Regions from separate parts of the Zea mays genome. Here region 2 is linked to region 1. The links are chromatin contacts, called in public Hi-C maps. All regions are on one chromosome and are shown on one strand. The core of a region is the stretch at or near the end of the contact, and the rest is flanking DNA. Distances in the headings are between cores, read along the strand shown. Region 1 holds the start of LOC103630320 (E3 ubiquitin-protein ligase KEG). Region 2 holds the start of LOC103630322 (SNF2 domain-containing protein CLASSY 4).

Region 1 (5,441 bases), core at 1,648-4,147:
CTTGTCATCGTGTTTGACATTTCATCTGTGGTAGTAACATCTTACCTTGATCCTATGTAAACACAACTAAATGTGCATCTATTTTCTCTCGCCTTTCTCTTGTTCAAACGTTTTAGTCTGAGCTCATTCTTTGCAATGTCCTAGGATGGTGTTCAACATGTTGTTTGGTCAGAGTGTCAACTAATGGATGGTCATAGCTACCTGGTTTCTGCTTTGTGCTTTGAATGGTTTACTTGGATCAATAAAGGTATAATGAATTTGCAAGCTCTTTTGTGTTAGAAGATAGGTAGATGTGATATGGACATACAATACCATTAGTAACTTGATACACGGTTCTTTACAGGCTTATGGCATTGAAGTTTGCCGACCTGAACATAAACATCTAGCACTGTCGCTTGTAATCCATTGATTTTATATTGATTTTGCTACCATGTGTTATTCTTATTTCAATGATTTTGAAATCCATCTTCTTGTAATTTTAGGTCACACAACATAGGGAATAGGTCTCATTATTGGTCCTGCTCTTGGTGGCTACCTTCCATGGGTACTTCTTTTTTCTTCAAACCAAAACCAAAAACCTCTTCTTTAACAATCTTAAATTATACCTAGCTGTGGCAGGCTGCAGAAAAATTTTCAATTGTCTTTTCACCTGACTCAACCTTTGGAAGGTATCTTTTCACATGGAAAAACTAGATAATCCAAAATAATTCACTTACAGAGAAGCCAGTTGACAAAATTATGGAAGAACCAGGTGACCAAATAATTGAAAAATCAATTGACCTACCTATCAAGTTCATTAATTTATGTAATTTTAAATGAGACCTTTTTATGCTGCTTCAGCGCATGTGACCACAGATGACCGTTCCAACACGACCATACTCCAGGAGTGGAGCTATCTATATGAAGAGTGTAGTAGGTAGATACAATTGGCTAATATTGTACATATTTAGTTTGCAGGGTCGTAGTAACAGGGTTCAAAGACGTGTGTTTGAAAGGGCAATCGCCGATGATCAACATGATGAAAGGTAGGTAGTTCTATTGCTGGTTTAAGCTGGAGTCAGCTTCTGAAGTTCGATCGGGGTATCTATACCTGTATGTGTTACTCTTTTTTGATTTCATTTTATGAGAAGAGATTATTATTGGTTCCTTAAATTATACTTGGTGATACTCATAAATAAATGTTTATATATGGTTGTTCAATTGTTTTATAATGTTTGTTCGAAATTAATTCATTATATTTGAGTCAGTGTATTTATAATGATATTACATATTTACATCGTCAATATAATATTAGTGTTACGTGATATTTTGCTATATAAATTTTATATATCATAGTGTTGTTTGTCGTTCCGTATCTATATTTTATAATAATTTTTAACTCTTATGGCAACGCAAGATCACACATCTAATACTTCTATAGATGACATTGCTTAATGTTTAAAATAGGAGTGAGACGGTGTGAGCGGCAGTTGACAACCCTACATGCCGATGAGAACCGTCACCCGCACTTATAGGTGTACATTTGAGCTGGGCCTGATGGACCGGTCCAAAGCACGGAAAAAAGCACGGCCCAGGCACGACAGGCCTGAAATATTTTAGTGTCGGGCCGGCACGGGCCGATATATCGGGCCGGCACGGGCCGATATATCGGGCCGGGTTTGGGCCGAGGTCGCGGCCCATGGGCGGACACGAGCATGATCCGTTTAAGGTAGACACGAAATGACCCATATAGAAGCACGAAAAGGGCCATATATTTATTAAAATCACACTTCATTCCACTCTTTCATGTACTTGATAAAGAACACAAAGCTAGAGATAATATTAGTTAGATGTTTTTTGTAACTTTGAATTACGGTATGTGATGTAATTTTATTTTTGTTATGAACATTAGATAATGAATTGAACTTACGAACTTTATATATAGCTCATTACACTCTTTTTATTTCTAACAAAATGATTTGTAAATGAGGTAGTCATTGCATAGCTCTGGTAACTTAATACAAATATTAAGTTTGCTTTTGGTCAAATTTATTTGTCTTATCTTTTATTTGTTTTATTAAATTTGTTTTGAATTTCGGACTCTTATGTGAATTTCGAGTCAAAATCTGAATTTCGGGCCAAAAATTGAATTTCGGACCATAATATGAATTTTGGGCTTTTATAATTCCGTGCCGCCCGAAATGAGCCCGGCACGTTTAAGCAATTATGGGCCGGACCGTGGGCCGAGGGCTAGGCCCATGTGCCGACCCAAAATTCAAATGGGTCGGACCAGCCCAAAATTCAAACATTACGGGTCTTTTTAGGCTTGGACCGAGCCAGATCAGGCTGCCCGAATGTACACCTATACCCGCACTGCCAAACACACGTGGCAGTGTCGCACCTAGAGACGGGGCAATGGGTAAAAACCCGCTCGGTATTACTTGCCCAAACTCATACCCGCGAAGAAAAATACGCCCTCTAAAAAACTCATACCCATGACGGGTATAAAATTTTACCCAAACCCATACCCATGCGGGTTTCGGGTACCCAACGGGTTTCTCATACCCACTAACATCAACATAAAAAATAATTAATCATGTAAATGACAATCAATACATTAATAAGCTAGCATAAAAGGAACACGTGATAACTAATTTTAGCCTAAAATTTGTTACATAAAGTTTATTTCAATTAGAATAGATTCAATTAATAATATTATGAGACATATTTATAAGAAATGTTGATTTTAAGACGGGTTTTAAAAACCTATGGGTTTGCATGTATGGGTAGTGGAAGAACACATCCATGCCCATGTACCTGTTGAGTTTCCATTTAAACCCGTTAATAAACACATAGATAAAGAAATTGACCCAAACCTATATCCTAATAGAGCAAAACCCATCGGATTTCGAGTAATGGGTACCCATTGCCATTTCTAGCCGCACCCTCGTTGCAATTTGCAAGCGCACGAACCAGGAAAAAAGTGGGCGGAGCGGGGAGAAGAGCAACGCGCGCTTTGCTTGTCGTCCTTCCGCAGCCTCCCCAGTCCCCACCGGCCACCGGCATCAAGGCATCACCACCAATCTTTCGGAAGTTCCCACGCTGCTCTGAGTGCTCTCTCGTCTCCCCTCCCCAAACCCCCACCCCGACGCCCAGATCTACCCTCCCCATTTACAGCTTCCTCTCCGGCCCCGCGCCCTAGGGCACGGCGTCGCCTGAACCTGTCGGCGCCGGCGCGATGCGAGTACCATGCTGCTCGTTATGCAACGTCAGATATGACGAGGAGGAGCGGACGCCGCTGCTCCTCCACTGCGGACATGGATTCTGCCGCGCGTGCCTCTCCCGCATGCTAGCGGCAGCCCCCGGAGCCACGCTGCCGTGCCCGCGATGCCGCCATCTGACCGCCGTAGGCAACTCGGTCTCTGCGCTGCGGAAGAACTTCCCCATTCTCTCTCTCCTCTCCACATCCCCCTCATCCCCGTCTTTCCTCCACTCCGACTCGGGGTCATCCTCTGACGGCTCCGAAGACGAGGACGACTTCTTCGCGCGCCCCAGTCGCCGCCCCGCGCCCGCGCCCGCTGCCGCACCGCCCGGATGCAGCTTCTTCGACCTCGCCTCGCACCCGGACCTCAAGCTCGCCCGTCGCATCGGGAGCGGCCCGCCCGGGCCCGCCGGGCAGGAGGTGTGGGCCGGCACGCTGTCTCGTGGCGGTGGGGTCAAGCGGTGCAAGCACCAGGTGGCAGTGAAGAGGGTGCCCCTGGCCGCAGGGGACGGGCTCGAGGTTGTTCAAGAGGAGGTGGAGCGGCTGAGGCGCGCCTCCACATGGTGTCGGAACGTGTGCACATTCCATGGTGCTGTGAGGGTGGGCGGCCACCTCTGTTTCGTGATGGATCGCTATGTGGGGTCTGTGCAGGCGGAGATGCGGCAGAATGGTGGACGCCTTACGCTGGAGCAGATTCTCAGGTGTGGCATTGCATCTAAACGTCGGTATTTAGTAATATTGAGTAGTTATTCTTTATGCTGCTGTCTTACCAATAATCGCTGCAAACATATCGCATTGCAACATACCGCTCACTTTTATTGTTGCTCAGTAGTCAGTAAGAAGCATGCCTAGCTAGAACCTTCACTAAAGGTGACAAATTATGTAGTATGATAGCTTGTTTCATGAGGTGTGAAGTGATTGATTTGTTACGGCCTTATGCGGTTTGATTTTGTTGGTGCCGCTAGCATTTGCTTATGCTCTATTGTTGTAAGGAAGGTAGATTGCTCACAATTAATGCTCATCATATTGCTTGCCATTTCTGCGCACTGTCATGATATATTTTGTGAGTAGCATAACTTGGGCTTGCAATTTGCTTGCTGAGTCAATTACCATCAAGTTACCAAGCTGTGGGGCTTCGTTTCTTTTATCTATTATCATCTCACAGGGCAACTAACACTTATATATGCTGAAATCATTAAAGTTCCTATGACATGCATTTGTGTGAGTAAAATTTCTGTGAGAATTAATATCAGTGCAAGAAATTTATGAAGTGCTGTGGTTTTCACAGAAGTATTAGGTACTGACACATTTAATATTTCTCTGCAAGACCCATGTGGTTTTCAGAATGGCAGTCCTGGAGCAATATTCCCACCAGATTGATAGTTTGTTGCTGTATGTAATGAGATAACCATTGTCAGCTCTAACTTTGGCTCAAAGGTCCTATGCTATATTTCTTTGCAAAGGAGGCTGTTTCTGTATTTTGACTGTTTTTGGATATCTTACTATTTATATTAGCAAAGGCGATTCAGTCAGCAGGTTAAGTAGATTGCTTGTTTTAGCTGGAACCAAATCAACAGCAGTTCATATTCTAAGATTTTCTATACATCTAACTGTTTATCAGTACATTATAGTTTAGTTTGGTCAATGATTAATTTCATGTCATTTTATGCCCATTCATTACCTTCCCCAAAATTTTCACTTTCTTAGGTATGGGATTTCATTGTAAGTGTTGAGCATTTTCCTATTCAGAGCACAGTTCAAACTGTGGAATCGACGTCTCTCATGATCAACATTGAATTGTGGTAGTGATTTAGTGAAACTAATTGTGCCATATCCACACCGACAAACATTGTAGAACATAAGTGAATGTATTACACTAGTTATGTTAGCGTTCTTGACGATTTGTTTCAACAACCTATGGTGGACGAACAAAAAACAACAGCAAAACCTTTTAAACACAAGCAAGTTGTAATAGGCTAAAAAAGAAATCCCTACGATGATATTTTATGGTAAGAGGTAAGAACATCTCCAAGAGTCTAAGTTTACTCTCTAAATTATCATTTGGAGAGTCATTTGCATAAAAATCACTTTCTATATCTTTCCAATCTCCAACAGCTTTTCTATATCTTGTTTGCAATCTAGAGAGCCATTCATGTTTTCTATCTTAGGCTAGCGAGAAACCCGGAATAGAAGATGGCTA
Region 2 (5,441 bases), core at 1,047-3,546, 280 kb before region 1:
AAGGATTTGTCTTCATCTCAAGCTTAAGCTTTTTCCTCCTCTCAAGCTCCCAAGTAAATCGTGATCGCTTTTGTTGCTCAGTAAATGTGTCGTTGCCAACAGCCACAGGCTTCCAGCTGCTATCTTTCTTAAAGGAAACTGGCTGTAACATATCAACACTTGCATCTTCATCCTCCACCCACTCAATATCATATCTTGAGGAATTTTTTTTCTTAAACATATCATATCTTGATGTAGGAACAGTAATATTGATCATGTCTTCATCGGATGTGCAAATCCTGTTATTAAGTTTTCTTCTTTCAGCCTCTTCTTCCTCTTCCTCCTTCTCTTCGTCATCTTTATCATAAGCATCACTACTGTCATCGTCATTGTTGTCATCCTCAACTTCATCAAGTTCCACCTCTGTATCATCATCATCCTCTTTTGGCTCATCAGATAATTCCTCAAAATATGTATCGTACGATAGTCTATCTTGATTTACCCCCCATGATGATCGGGTTCTCCATGCAACACAAGATGGAATAGTTGGTAACTTCGATTGAACTGACGCCTTCCTGGATGGGGCACTACTCATATTTTCAAGCACCTTGATTTCCTCATCGGAACCTAGGATTTCTAACTGCAAGACCCTTTTATCAGAACCTGGAGCCGCTTCACTCTTTGGTTCCACGTCCTCCTCATCTGCTTCCTTTCCCACATCCAATTCTTCCTCCAGATCCCCCTCGCCCCTCGCCTCACACCTCCCTCCACTCAAAACAACTTTCTGGTTCACCCAGTCTTGTATTTCCAACTTAGCATGATTTTGAATTGGTTTGGAATTGCCACCTTCATAAGCATCATCCATAAAATCACTATCGTCAGCATCATCCATAAAATCACTATTGTCAGCATCGTCATTGAACTCCATCTCATCCTCTGCCTCCCAATCCACTCCATCTGAATCGAAGTTTCTGCCATTACTGTAAGCACGAATCACATCTCCAACAAGCTGCTCCTCCAACATCTCATCATCGTAGTCATCTTCAAAGGGTGCCATCTCCTCAGCAAACACATCAGCAGTCGATGCCAGGCCACTGTTCCCTCCGTCCCCTGTGTCCTCGTCACCAGCACCTTCCACTACCTCTGCATTACATGAGACCAAGTCATCATTCAAATTCACAGCACTCTTCTCTTAATATGATCCTCACCTTTAGCTGCCGGATGATCCCCGTTAACCAGATCAGTGCCAATGGCGACCCCGACGCGAGGCTCCGCATCCCCGTCATGAGAAGCGTCATCGCCTCGCCCGCTGTTGTCATCACTTTCACTGACACATGGCGCCTTCACACGTTCTCTCCGAGCGGGGGCCTCCAACTCGTTCCTTTTGCGCTTGCGCGCGCGGCCCACGCGAGCTGGCTCCGAGGCACGTCCCGAGCGCGCGCGCCGCTTATCTCTCGACGTCGACCTCGAGGTCCCAGCGCGCCGCTTATGGCTCGACGTCGCCATCGAGGTAGCAGCGGCCTTGCTCCCGTGGCCACGGGGCGCCTCCGCGGCATCTGGGATCGCTCCTTCCTTCTTCTTCTTCTTCGTTGGCGCCTCTTCCACCACTGCCGCCGCCAGCATCGCCCGCCTCCTCGATCGTGTCCGCAGCGCCACCGCTCCCGCCGGCACCATCATCGGCGGCAGCAGAGGCAAAGGAGCCTTCGTGGATCCCTCGCACCTACCTGCAGCGCCACCAACCGTCTTCCTGGCCCCGCCACCGCCGCAGTCGTCGTCGCCAAGGTCCATGACAACGGCCGGCGCCTTATCGCGGCGGCGCGCGCGGGAGGAGGACGGCGCAGCTTCCACCGCCGCTTGGGATACGCCGCGGCGGCCGCAAACGCGCGGCGTGGCGCGATCCATGCGTGCGGTGGGGGCGCTAGATTCTGTTGCTGCAACGGCGCGGCGCGGCGCGGCGCAGAGGAATTGAAGGGGGTAGTTGAGACTTGAGAGTACGGTGGGTTGGGGGAGGTTTATGGCCCAGGAGGGACTATGACGGGTGGGCCCCGTAGGGGTTTGGGCAGGTGCTCCATGCGGCGGGCGCGGGGCCAGGGAGGGATCCGGTCATGGGGAGGCGGACGACAAGGAGAGACAAATGCCCGGGAAATGGCTGCCGGGTGCGCGGCGGGTGCGGGGGGCGAGGCCCGAGGCGGCCGGATCGAGTGCGGCGTGCTTTCCCTAGGCCGAAATGTGGTTGGATGGTTTTCCGAGGATGGATGTTGCAGGGGCATCAATCATGCCGGGATGCTGCTACACCCGCATCCTCTTTTTCTTCCGCATCGAACCACTGCAGTGGCAGTGGATTCTGAAGAATTTGATAGACACTTTATTCGATTCTCAGCTGATTTTGGAAATACTCAATGGAAACATGAATGGGCGTCAGTGTCCCTACTCTGGGTCCGTTCGACAGATATGACTAATTAGAGCATACTAGCTAAATCTCTACTACTTATTAAGTTAGCAATAGTAGCCTGCCTTTTTATATTCTGCCATTCTGCGATCTCAGCCGTCCATTCTACCATTTTGCGATCTCAACCGTCGATCCCATCCATCAGCCCCGCTCCCCGATCCCGCCCACCAGCCCCGATCCCTCGTCTGCTTCCCCTTCCTCCCTCCGACCCTCTCTCACCCAAAAACCCTAGCTCGCATGTGCCCACGCCACCGCCGTCGTCGCCATCGCCCCACCCACCCAAGTGATGCCCCCTGACCCCGACGCTCCTCTCGTCTCTCACCCCGCGATGTTACCGGCGAAGCGCACGCCTAAATGTGGATCGACCGGCCGGTAGTCAAGGAGACGCCTGAATCTTTTGTGCCTCTTTCACCTCCACCTCCGCCCCCAGATCGACGCGAGTGTCATGCTATGGACCTCGCCGCTCGTGCCGACATCAACATCGCACGAGCACACCTCCTCCTCGTTGCCCACGACCACAGGTCAAAAGCAAGCCATCCGTCGCCCATCTCAGTTTTATCGTCCTCCACCCTGAAACTTAGGGCATTTTGCTTTTGGTGAAGTCATCATCTTCCTCGTGCACGACGACCTCGACGGTTCGTACGTCGCCCGCCCGTCGCCACCCTCCTTCCGTGGATCCATAAAGCGCGGTGCAACAGCTCTCCACCTTCCACATCCCCGTCTACCATGCGCGGCGCGCGAGCCACCGCCGAGATCTCCCCACCGGCAGCGAGGGGGTGTGCCCACAGACGGGCCGATTCGGATCTACGCCGACAACATCTACGACAGGTGGGCCCCATACATCGCGAGTTCATCCACTCCCCCCACAGCTCTGGATCTGACCGTGGCTCCCTCTCCTGGTGTCGTGTCACCCAGGAGGAGGCGCTCGATGACTTCGTCGACGACGGCATTGACGACCTGGTGGTCTCGCTCTACCAGATGGACCTCGATCGCACGCTCTTCCTCCTCCGCTCCTACCTCCTCCTGGAGAAGGTTAGTAGGATTTCACAACCCACCATGTGTTTGTTCTTGCGCCACCCTTTCTAGATTGAACCAAAATTAGCGACCCAAAAAAGAAACGACAGTTGCGGCAATCTGATCGCCCTGCTGGCGTGGCTGCTGCAGATCAAGAAGTACACGATGCATATCTCTAGGTCCGATGGCCTCCTTAGTCATCTCTCACAGCAGGAGCGCCTGGTTGGGGCATTTATCACAATTGTTTGTGCCACCTTGTGAAATAAACCTATAACTACAGTACCTGTCTAGGATGCATTTTAGTATTTCACCATTTGTTGGTGTGCTACGTTTTGATAGACATTGTATCTCTACTATTCCTTAAGAGCAGAGTGTAGACGTCCACAATTGAGCGGTGCACGGTTCTGCCTGTGCCACGCGGATGGAAGGTCTTGCCGCCGATGGAAGGTGCCGCGGATCCCCCGCACTTCTCCCCACACCGCCTCTCCCTCCGCCTGTGCTCCACCTCCCCGTGTCCGCGCATGGAACACACCCGCGGATCTCGCCCACGATGCACGCCTCCACCGCGCATGGATCCCGCCCGCTCGCCCGGTCTCGGCATGCTCTCGCGGTGGTCCTCGCCCCTCTCCACCACGCTCGCGAGGCCTCCGCCCGCCTCCCCCACCGCGACAGGTACCCTCGCCGCCCCGCCTCCGTCCGACGCCCCTACCTGCCCCCCTCCGCCCTGCCCCCGCAATACATGTCCATGCCATAGACGCTACGCCTCTGTCCTCCCCTCGCTCGCACATCCCGGTGGTCCTCGCCCCTCTCCGCCACAACCCAGCCCCGTCGATGGAAGGCGGCCGAGCCCTCACCCATGGATCCGAGGATCTCCTACCCCTCTGCGTCGGATCCGCTTCTCCCTCTGCTCGAGATTGCTGCCATCCGTCCGCTCCCCCCGCTCGCGATGGCGCCCGCACGGAACAGCCTCCTCCCTTACCCTTCCCCATCACATGCCATGGGAGCCAAGCCGTCGATGGAAAGTGGCCGAGGATCTGCCCCATCGCGTCGTCCTCCCCTCTGCTCCGACATCGAGGAGTGCTACAACTTTTTGATGTGCTTGGCTGGGATCTGAGGGTGCCAGCGTGCCAGGTAGGGGAAGCAAGCGAGCTCTGTCGGTGGGGGAGCTGCTGGTGGTTGTAAGTGTAGAGCGCGCGTTTGGCTGCCAGGATGGATCACATAGTCGGGGGCAAGTTCAAGCTCGGGAAGAAGATCAGGAGTGGATCATTCGGGAAACTTTACCTCGGTACGTCCTGTGATGACGGGTCCTTGATTTGTGGAGCTCACTTTTCCTTTTTTTTCCGGGTGTGCTTCGGTGTGTTCGTGCTTCTGACTGTGCTTGTTTGATTTGTGTGTAGCCGTGAACGTGCAGAATGGCGAGGAGGTGGCTGTCAAACTGGTATACCACTAACAACTTCCGCATGATTTTAGTGTCCACACTATGCATGTTTTGGTGAGCAGTTCTGTGTTGGGAGTTAACTTTAATTGGAGTTACTGAAATCTATAGTTAGCCTAATCGCTTGCTACTCACCTTGCAAGCATTATTGCATATTACGAGCTCGGCAATTACAGCACAAACGTCCCTGCACAGAAATGATGTTATCCACATGTGTCTATGCCTCTTGGGACAGAGTTGTCAACAGTGGGACCATTTGGATCCTGTAATAAGCTTCATCCTTGTAAAACGAATCATTTGTACCAAACAATTCTATTCCGGAGACAGGTTTACAAATTTGAGTCAATGAACCTGTAGCACTCCTCGATGCTGAAAAGCAGTCATTAGAAACTAATCTCTTGTTTGTACTGATTGGACTATTCTTTAAGTTGGGATTAGCTTCTTTGGAGATATGTTTCGTCTATATATGCTAATTTGAATTAGTGTGTTAGCTGATGATGAATGTTGCTCCAAGGCTGTAATATCAACAGTGGCATATCAAACAATATTTTTGGCACAGATATA

The links. Hi-C and Micro-C count contacts between places; a contact is called where the count stands out from the background.
Region 2: a contact with region 1 is called in a Hi-C map of tassel, with 2.4 times the contacts expected there. The contact joins the promoter of LOC103630322 here to the promoter of LOC103630320 in region 1. A contact is called at or near these places in 2 of 25 Hi-C or Micro-C datasets (leaf and tassel).

What each region holds. Positions count from the first base shown.
Region 1 is chr6:155,148,070-155,153,510 of Zm-B73-REFERENCE-NAM-5.0, reverse strand. LOC103630320 (E3 ubiquitin-protein ligase KEG) reads left to right here and starts at 2,897. Exons shown (of 15, transcript XM_008651385.2): 1 at 2,897-3,942. The coding sequence starts at 3,218.
Region 2 is chr6:155,430,327-155,435,767 of Zm-B73-REFERENCE-NAM-5.0, reverse strand. LOC103630322 (SNF2 domain-containing protein CLASSY 4) reads right to left here and starts at 2,296. Exons shown (of 5, transcript XM_008651387.3): 1 at 1,188-2,296; 2 at 1-1,122. The coding sequence starts at 1,881.